Regions from separate parts of the Triticum aestivum genome. Here all the other regions are linked to region 2. The links are chromatin contacts, called in public Hi-C maps. All regions are on one chromosome and are shown on one strand. Each heading gives the region's core, a stretch centred on a gene start, on an enhancer-like site or on the middle of the called end of the contact. The rest is flanking DNA. Distances are from core to core; before and after follow the strand shown. Region 1 has its middle 49 kb from the start of LOC123051196. Region 2 holds the start of LOC123051204 (monosaccharide-sensing protein 2). Region 3 holds the start of LOC123051214 (probable E3 ubiquitin-protein ligase ATL44).

The links. Hi-C and Micro-C count contacts between places; a contact is called where the count stands out from the background.
Region 1: a contact with region 2 is called in a Hi-C map of leaf, with 6 times the contacts expected there. The contact joins the enhancer-like site here to the promoter of LOC123051204 in region 2. A contact is called at or near these places in 2 of 5 Hi-C or Micro-C datasets (both in leaf) and 1 of 1 datasets of contacts at active chromatin or transcription factors (leaf).
Region 3: a Hi-C map of leaf shows a contact between it and region 2, with 4 times the contacts expected there. The contact joins the promoter of LOC123051214 here to the promoter of LOC123051204 in region 2. A contact is called at or near these places in 2 of 5 Hi-C or Micro-C datasets (both in leaf).

What each region holds. Positions count from the first base shown.
Region 1 is chr1A:364,141,089-364,143,927 of IWGSC CS RefSeq v2.1, reverse strand. No RefSeq gene overlaps it. Among protein-coding and RNA genes, the nearest start is that of LOC123051196, 49 kb to the right of the region's middle. Within about 2 kb of position 1,562, at least 3 of the 8 cell types and tissues checked have an H3K27ac peak or open chromatin away from gene starts, as enhancers often do. A contact at or near this core is called in leaf, where this site is marked.
Region 2 is chr1A:364,319,001-364,322,006 of IWGSC CS RefSeq v2.1, reverse strand. LOC123051204 (monosaccharide-sensing protein 2) reads right to left here and starts at 1,567. Exons shown (of 6, transcript XM_044474018.1): 1 at 1,335-1,567; 2 at 1,067-1,163; 3 at 91-657; 4 at 1-6. The coding sequence starts at 1,145.
Region 3 is chr1A:364,463,329-364,466,210 of IWGSC CS RefSeq v2.1, reverse strand. LOC123051214 (probable E3 ubiquitin-protein ligase ATL44) reads left to right here and starts at 1,270. Exons shown (of 1, transcript XM_044474029.1): 1 at 1,270-2,489. The coding sequence starts at 1,407. The coding sequence ends at 2,156.

The DNA.
Region 1 (2,839 bases), core at 313-2,812, 180 kb after region 2:
GTACTCGATACACAGCCATCAATACAATCAAAGCGGGACATAGGGTATTACCTCTTCGATAGGGTCTGAACCTGGGTAAATAATGTCCCCTTTGCCCCATGTTACCCATTGATCCGAAATCCACAGCTCGGGACCCCCTACCCCGAGGTCTGCCGGTTTTAGTACTGACACCAAGGCCAAACAGTGAAGATCCCCCTATGTCTAGTAGAATGTCTAGGCAGAATGCTTAGTATTATGAACTGCAATGTGGAATGCAATATTATGCCCTTATGTTGTCTACTATGTCCTTGAAATAGGTATATGAACTGCTATGTATGTGCTATGTTGTATGTCGTATGTATGATTTACGTGCTTGAATTCGTCTAGATTTGAGGATGGCCAAATGGAGAAGATAAAGAACGTCATTGCACGGACACACAAATGGGAATCGCCCCCGCTATCAGCGGGCATGTCCGAATATGTCCACGGACATATACATGGCTAAATTAGTCCAATCCAATTAGAGATGCTCTAACAATATAAAGGAGACGCACTGCCGAACTTGTTTAACAGCCACCACATGACATAGACTACATTATTACGTTGTGTTGCTTTCATAAGCACAATAGCATCACCTTTTTGTTTTCTTTGCTCGTTGAAGCTTCCAATCCATGGCGTAGTCCGGGGCCCGAGTACCACAGTACCACGTCAGTCAGTACTAACTTTTTCTAACACACGTCACTACGCAGTAGTAACAACTTATTAAACCGGCCGATCGATGGAATAACACGTCAGTACGTGCGGAAGAAGCTTTAACAAGTGAAACGACAAGCTTGGCCGCCGCGGTGAAGCCATAGTGTTGGCACCCGGTACATATCTCAGCCGGCCGCCGGCGAGGGGTCGACTGCTGGCTCACGCACGCTAGTCGATCATGCGATGCTGACGACGGTGACACGGCACGGCGTGGACGTATGGGCGCATGGACGCGCACAGGTGTCAGCACGTGGCCTCCGGTCTCACCGCTGAGTCATCACCGGCCGGCCTGCGGCGGCGGCGGGGGGTAGTTTCACGTGCCCGCACGCGTCGATCGCGGAGTGGCTCGACGAGGCGCCCATGCTTCCTGGCTGAGGTCTTTTCGGCGCTGGAAGATGCCAAATTGTCTCCACCCTGGGGCACGGAGACGTCTGGTCCATCCGGAGCCGATCCCGAAATCGAATGGAGTACGTGCAAACGGAGCGCGAATTGCTCTCTTCTTTCGTAAACGTCGTGTTTTTCCGCAGCAGTCTTTGGGTCGAAATTAATGCTCGGTTGCCTGGAGGTTTTGCCGCGCGCACGGATGGTCCACCGTGCTGAGGTTCACGTTGATGATCGGTGGGAAGACATGATTTGGATCAAGCTTTTGTCCTCGATGAGTTAGTGGCCATGGTGATAGCGCCATGTGACGAGCAATTAAGAGTAGTTATCTTAATGATATCTTCCAAGCTTTTGTTGACGAGACTTCCGTAATGCCCGGTACTATACATGAGTAGGTACCGCAGAGCGGGCCCGCATTCAGTGTGCAGTCTCAGACTCCGACCTGGCAGTCCGTACTTCGTTCAATGCACGCAAATGTGGACACCGCGCCTACCGGCCGTGAACTTGGTTGCAACGGAGAAGGGAATGTCGACGATGATCCCGGTGCGTGTGTGTGTGCAGTTAGGCCAAGCGTCACTTTCAGACCGGGACGCGTGTTTTTTGTTGGCTTCTCGTAGCGAGACACGACAGCAGCGTGTCTGCTTCAGCCTTCAGGAGGAGGAATGCTTTCGGGTACTGCTAGAACTGTCCAAGCAGAGCGACCTTGCTCGGAGAGCCGGTCCGGAAATGCCAACATAGTTGCTCGAACAAAGAGCAAGTCTATGTGCTCTGTTTGATCTCATAACAAGACCTAATCATGTCAAAACCAGCGCTCCGAGCTTTTTTTTTGCGTTTGGAGCTATTATTTCATGTACTATCAAAGCAAAATTCCCACTCGTGCCCTTAGGGATAGAAGAGATTCCATCTCAAACAAAAGGGGTAGAAGAAATCACTCCTTGGCAATACATAGCAATCCTGCGAAATTCTCTCTCTTTTTTGAACAATAGCATCTCTCTTTTTATTATTCAAATTAAATGTTGTCGGGGATTCCAACGCCTGATGGCCAAATTCTGGTGCTCTAGACGGGACAAGTTGTTCAATATTTTGTGTTGAGCGGGTTCAATATTTCTTCTGACATGCTCTGGTCGTCATTGGGCCGTGCAACAGCTTGGTCCATTTCCAAACAAGGTAGAGCAACATGCCTTGTTGATGGCAAATTCGTACCACGAGGCAGAGGATGATATAATTAATTTGCAGATGTTCTCCAAAATTGCCTAAAAAAGAGATGTTCTAAAAAAATGCAGCTTTTTGTAGGCAAACAAATTTTGCAGTTGGGTTTCCAGGACAAGTGCGTATAGGGGTGGAATAGAAACGGATCGGATAATGCTCTTACTACTTCCATTTTCATATTTTCAAAACAAATACGAATGCGAATACAGATATTATCAGATACAAAAGCGGCTCGGATGTTATTTGAATACACATACATATCGGATGTTTACTCGATTCGGAACGGATACGAATAATAGCGACATATTGCTTAAATAAATTAGTTAACAGCAACGTGACATAAAATAATCAACCTGTGACATACAGTAAGTCAATGATAAATATGTTTATGAATAAATACTATTGTAATGCATAATAATTTCTAAGTTTACTCACACAAAGAGTAAAATTGACCACTTATTTGGCCTTTATGTTGGATAACTGTAATACTGGAGATAGAATTTTTGAAAATTACCTC
Region 2 (3,006 bases), core at 318-2,817:
TTTCTCCTGCACAGTTAATCCCACATGGGTAAGATCATCGGAGATTTTATGCCTGTCAGACTAGTAAGTATTTAGAGAAGACAGACAAACCTGAGACATCTTCCCTTCCCCGCAGTCCTTGCAACACTCGCTTGGCCTCGGCCATTCTTCCTTTGCTCACAAGCCATCTCGGCGACTCGGGCAAATAGAAGACAGTCAATGCAAAGTACATAAGCGACGGGATCGACAAAACCCCAAGCATGATTCTCCAGTCAGGCTGCGGCATGAGCGACATGGTGAACACCATGCAGTAAGAAAGGAACATCCCTCCTGACCCACTGAACTGCGGCAGCGTGTTCAGCAGCCCTCTAATGTCAGTCGGGGCGGTCTCCGAAATGTAAAGAGGGACAAGGGTGACAGCCAAACCGATACCGAACCCGTCGATGAGCCTGGCCAAGAGCAACACATAGACGTTGGGCGCCCAGAGCATCACCAGGCCACTGACAAAGTAGAGGACAGACGAGGCGATCAGCAGGGGCCGCCTGCCAACAGCATCAGCCACCGCCCCGGAGAACGTGGTGATAACCGTCGCCCCGATGAGCGACATGGCCACGATGAGGCCCTCGATCAAGGGCTGGGTCTCCAAGCTGAACTCCTTCTTTATGTACAGGACGGCACCTGCAGAGATCACAGCAGCAAGTCAACATGGTCAGCGTGAAGTCAAGGCATCAGCATCAGTTCAGAATTCAGAACATGTCGACGCAGACTGAATTATCATGGTTCAGATGCGCAGATCGCGCATGAGACGGATCCGTTCAGAGAAGTCGGAAATCTTGCGAGGATTTCGTTTCGGCTGCTTGATCGGTTTTAAAAGATCGTTGAACAAGAAAGAATATTTGTTTTTACTACCACTACTACTACTACATGCAGCTCCACCAAATCCGTCGTGATCGGAGCCGGCAAGATTCCCAATAATTGCTGCCTCTACCTAACAACACGGGCCCCTGGGAAGCGCAACAGCATAAAGAGTATCCCAACGGCGTCGAAAGAGCAGCTGCTTTTCCGGCGGCACGAACGAACGAATTACCTGCAATGGTCGCATTATCCCACCCCTGCAGCAGGTTCCCGATGGACGCCGCTATGGCGACCAGCACGGCGCCCGACATGGCCGCCGAATCTTACCCCTGCACAGCACAATCACCACCAACAACAGCACCACCCGTCAGCACGGCAAAGCTCGTAAGATATAAAAAACAACAACACCCAAGAACAAATCAGAATCGACAGAAGCAGCCGGCCACGGCCGCCTCTGCTCCACGCACACACGGAACAAGCAGGGGCAGAGCTTCGCTTACCCGACGACGGCCTCCGGAGTTCAGGATCTCCGCTCGGGGCAGGGAAGCTGTGAGGAATCTGGCGAGGCGGGCAGGCGTATAAGAGGCGGAATCCCTGCCAACCCCGGAAGCCTTTTCCCTCCCGCTGTGGCGTCGATTTCGCCCCGGGCGAGATGAGGAGGAGTGTGCGTGAGTGTGGGGTGGGGACTCTGTCGACTACTATCATCTGGTGGCCTCCGAGGCAGCCTCCGATTTCTCTACGATATTCCTCCGCGGGCCGCTGCGGGAAAGGCCGCCGCGACGCTGCCTCGTGGGGCCCCGGTGCGGACGGGCCCACGCGTCAGCCGGCGGTGCGGGTGGGCGCGCGCGTGGAGCGCCCGTTGACGGGTGGGCCAGCCGCGGGCCTGGCGGAGGGGCAGGGCCGCATATGGGAATTATTGAATGGGGCGGGCGAGCCCGGATCCAACCCTCTCTCTCCCGCTCGTCTCGTGTGCGACAACCAGCCACTTTGTACTTGTGCTATTAATTCATTTGTTTAGGGAGGATCCGTGGTGCGCTGTCACATGCTCGCTCCAAAACTGATGGCCCTGCTAGATTCCAAGGGGGTGTGGTGTAGTGTGGTGTACCAGCTTGCAGCAGAGTACTATACGGAATTTCAGACTCCCCATGTTCCGTGTTTTGAATCGTGTCTCGCCTTGCATGATGGGGGTTCCACTGGTTGTAGAATATCTTTTGTAGAAGAATCTGTAGGATCCAAGGTGAATAAGGAGGTTCCCCTGAGGTTTTTACCTCCATTTTTTTTAAAGAAAGTTTTTACCTGGGTTCCAAGCTTGAGAGGAGGTTTATGAGCAAAGTTTTGGCAAAGTTTTCAGCATGTCTTATGAATAGACCCGAATTTGTTTTGGTGTAGCGGACTCGACCGATAGCATAAAAGGTAGACATTGATTGGATTCGATTGCCTCGCTTCTCGCGTCTTTCATTTACAGTTACTTCTACATTTTACGGCTAGATCTACTTCGGGGAGGTGGGGTGATTTTGATCACGATGGGAGTGGTGGATGAGGGACGGGAGAGGTTTGCGGCGACAGACAAATAGACGTGACATCCACCACCATCATCAAGGGAGGACGCCAACCGTGTCATGCCGTTGTGTGCGCGCGGACGCATACAGCCAGGCTAGTTGGTTTTCGTGGGACAAGGCATCACGATCGATTGGCCCACGATAGACTCGCATATTCTACATCAGATGTTTCGATATGTATTCTGTTGGCCACACTACGAGATTGTATGACAACAATATGTGGGCATATGTACCAGGGAGGCATATGAATTCGAATGGCGCCAAAGGATTATGTATGTGTCATGAAACCTGGGCTTGAAATAAAATTTCAGTTCATATTGCTTATGCCTTGTCTATTTCATCTTTAGTCAACAGTCTCTTGTAGGAAAAATCAGGAGCTCAAACAAACAGCTACTTGGAATCAACTTTGGCAGTGAAGCTAAATCAAAATTCGAGACATTTTTAGTGCAATGGCATGAAGCACGTCCAAGTGCACTTCGATGACAAAGCAACACTGGCATGGCTATATGTTTTTCGAATGTAATCTAATGAAGAACAAATGCTAGGGGTTTCAAACTCGAGGAAATTAACACATGCATTTCCGTATCAACAAAAATGCCATGTCCCTTGTCAA
Region 3 (2,882 bases), core at 21-2,520, 140 kb before region 2:
TGGGATGGTTACGTTTCAGAAATTTGAACGAAGGCTCTAGATCTTTTTCATGCTTCTCGGAGATTTGATACCATAGGGAGGACAAGCAGAATAACTGTGCAAACGTCTCTCATCAGTCATTGTCTGCTGAAATAATTGTTACCCGAGTGCAGTACCACAAGTCCACACATGCACTGCGTCTGCGTCGTCACCCCTGTTGAAATCGTCGCCAGAGTCGTAGGCGACCGTACCTCTGAATACATGACGCAGCGGTCGGTCGTCGAGGTCGTCGAGGTTTACGGCACCACGACTCTACCACCACCAACGCCAGTACCGATCGCGACGTCAACACCGGCCGTGCTCGGCGCGCCATCCCGAGCCTTCGACGCACCGTCGTCGGTCTACGCACCGGCCTCGCGATCGTTTCATTTTCCACCGCCCCGGACGGGAGGCGCGTCGCGTCGTGGTAGTGCCCCGTCGGCGAGCGTGGCCGTCGCCGTCCGAGCGGCCGCGGGCGTCTCTTGCCGTGGGGGCGGGGGAGGCGACTCGAAGCGTGGCGAAGTTTTGCTTTGCCTTGCCTTGCCTTGTCTTGCTTTTCTCCCGGGGCTCGTCTCGTGGACTCATCGTGATCGCCAGTAGTACGAATCTTGACGAGGGGAGGGGGTCCAGATAACGCTGGACGGACTTTCGTGGCGTTCGTTCGAGCTGCTAGTGGTTGAGGAACGCTTGCTTCTGAAGGAGTAGGAGTGGCGGGTCGGACGGACCTGCCCCATGTGGGAGCATGGCAATGCCGCTCGCTGTTCGAGACTGCTAGGCCATAGCTATAGCGCCTCGACTATTGGCAGTTGAGCATCCGCTGCTCATGATTGGGATCATTTTTCCGCTTGATCGTGGAGCTGCTTTGGCCCTCTTCGTTGACCTGCCGGTGAGTGGAAACTGGCCGGCGTCTGCACGACGCGGAATGTCGCGTCCGACGACAGCGAAACTTCTTTCTTTAGAAGATCAATCAGGGATCGCCTCCCCGGTTCCATTTCATTGCAGAACGAACACGCATCATCCATCTACCCTACTCCATCCACAGCGAAGGCGTTTTCTTTTCTTATATAAAGCTCCGGAGGAAATGTCTCTGAATCTGCACCCAAAGTAAATCTTAATCTCTCCCAAAAATAAAATGCAAAATCTTAATCTCTAATTATCCTGGCGCGTCCACGTGGGCCTTTTGGGATTGTCCAGCTGGTCGACGATACCGGCCCCCAACCCGCGGGAAATCGCCACGGGAGCTTCGCTACGACGCTTACCCGCCCGCCATTAACAATCGCAACCTGCCAACACCACCACCCCCCCTTTCGCTTCTCTCGCGTCTCGCCACAACTTTAATTTTGCGGAAAAGGCCCCCTCCAACTACCGGCGCTGGACGAACGTGGGCGATGCTCCGGCCATCGCCGTACCCGTCGCGGCGTCTCCTCCAGAGCGGCGACCCCAGCCGCATACCGGGCATCCCCCCGGCCGATCCGCCCGCCGGCGTCAGCTCAGATGTCGTCGTCATCCTCGCCGCCCTGCTCTGCGCGCTCATCTGCGTAGTCGGCCTCGCCGCCGTCGCGCGGTGCGCGCGCTCCCGCCGCAACGCCAACGCCCACGCCAACCCCTCCTCGCCGTCCGGCAGCCCGGCCCACGCCCTGGCGGCCTTCGGCGGGGGCGGCGGCGGGCATAACCATGGTACCACAACTACTACGACGACAGGCGCGTCCGGGGGCAGCGTGACGACCACCAGCAAGGGGCTCAAGAAGAAGGCGCTCAAGGCGCTGCCGAAGCTGGCGTACGCGGACGCGGTGGCCGCGGCGGCGGCGGCGAGGGGCGCCGTGGCGGGGGGCGAGGAGGAGGAGGGGCAGGACGGGATCCTCGCGGAGTGCGCCATCTGCCTGACGGAGTTCGGCGAGCGGGAGGAGGTGCGCGTGATGCCGCAGTGCGGCCACGGGTTCCACGTCGACTGCGTCGACACCTGGCTGCGCTCCAACTCCTCCTGCCCGTCCTGCCGCCGCCCCATCGTCCTCGACGACCCCGCGCCGCCCAAGCGGTGCCGCAAGTGCGAGGAGACCATCCTGGAGGCCGTCATCGCCTCCTCGTCGTCGTCGGCCGGCGGCAGCCGCGGCGGCGGCCGTGGGGGATTCTTGCCGTAGTAGCAGTAGAAGAGCCGTCATGTCCCCTGGCGGGTGGGTCCAGGTCGGTGTGGGTAGTTGAGCTGCTCCTTTCTGCTGCTGGCCCACGCTGCAGTACTACCGCAGTGAAGTTTTTCTTCTCAAGAAATGGAAGGGAGAATAATTAGAGCTGTGATGTGAACGTGACTCTTTTCTGCAACCTTTTTCGCCCTGCACTTGCGCTGCTGCTCCAGTACGTATGGATGTGGGGAACATGACATCAGATTTGTAAAGAGCGTGCGTGGTCTCGTGTAAAAATATACTATTTGTACTGCAATAGCTTGCTCAAAAGAGGCAAAGAAAAAACATTTTACATGTGGATCCGGCAAGCTAGAAATATGCAGCTCGTGTCTGAAAATCTGTTTGGTGTGGGCGATTTGGGTGGAAGTTGTGGAGTAATGGCAGTTATGAAATACCCCCTCCGTAAATTAATATAAGAGCATTTAAACTAATACTTTTATAAAAGTGTTTAGATCACTAAAATAGTGATATAAACACTCTTATATTAGTTTGCAGAGGGAGTACTTCCAATATGAAGAAATATGTAGAAGTCGACAATGGCATGAAAATGTTTCAGGTATGGAGAGAGAAATCAATAATCCTAGACGTAGGGGCCTGTTACAGGATTGTTACAGAACTTTTCTTAAATCTCTCTGCCCCCTAATTTCCCATCGGGTGGCCGGCCTCACTCTCCTTCCTCCGAATCCC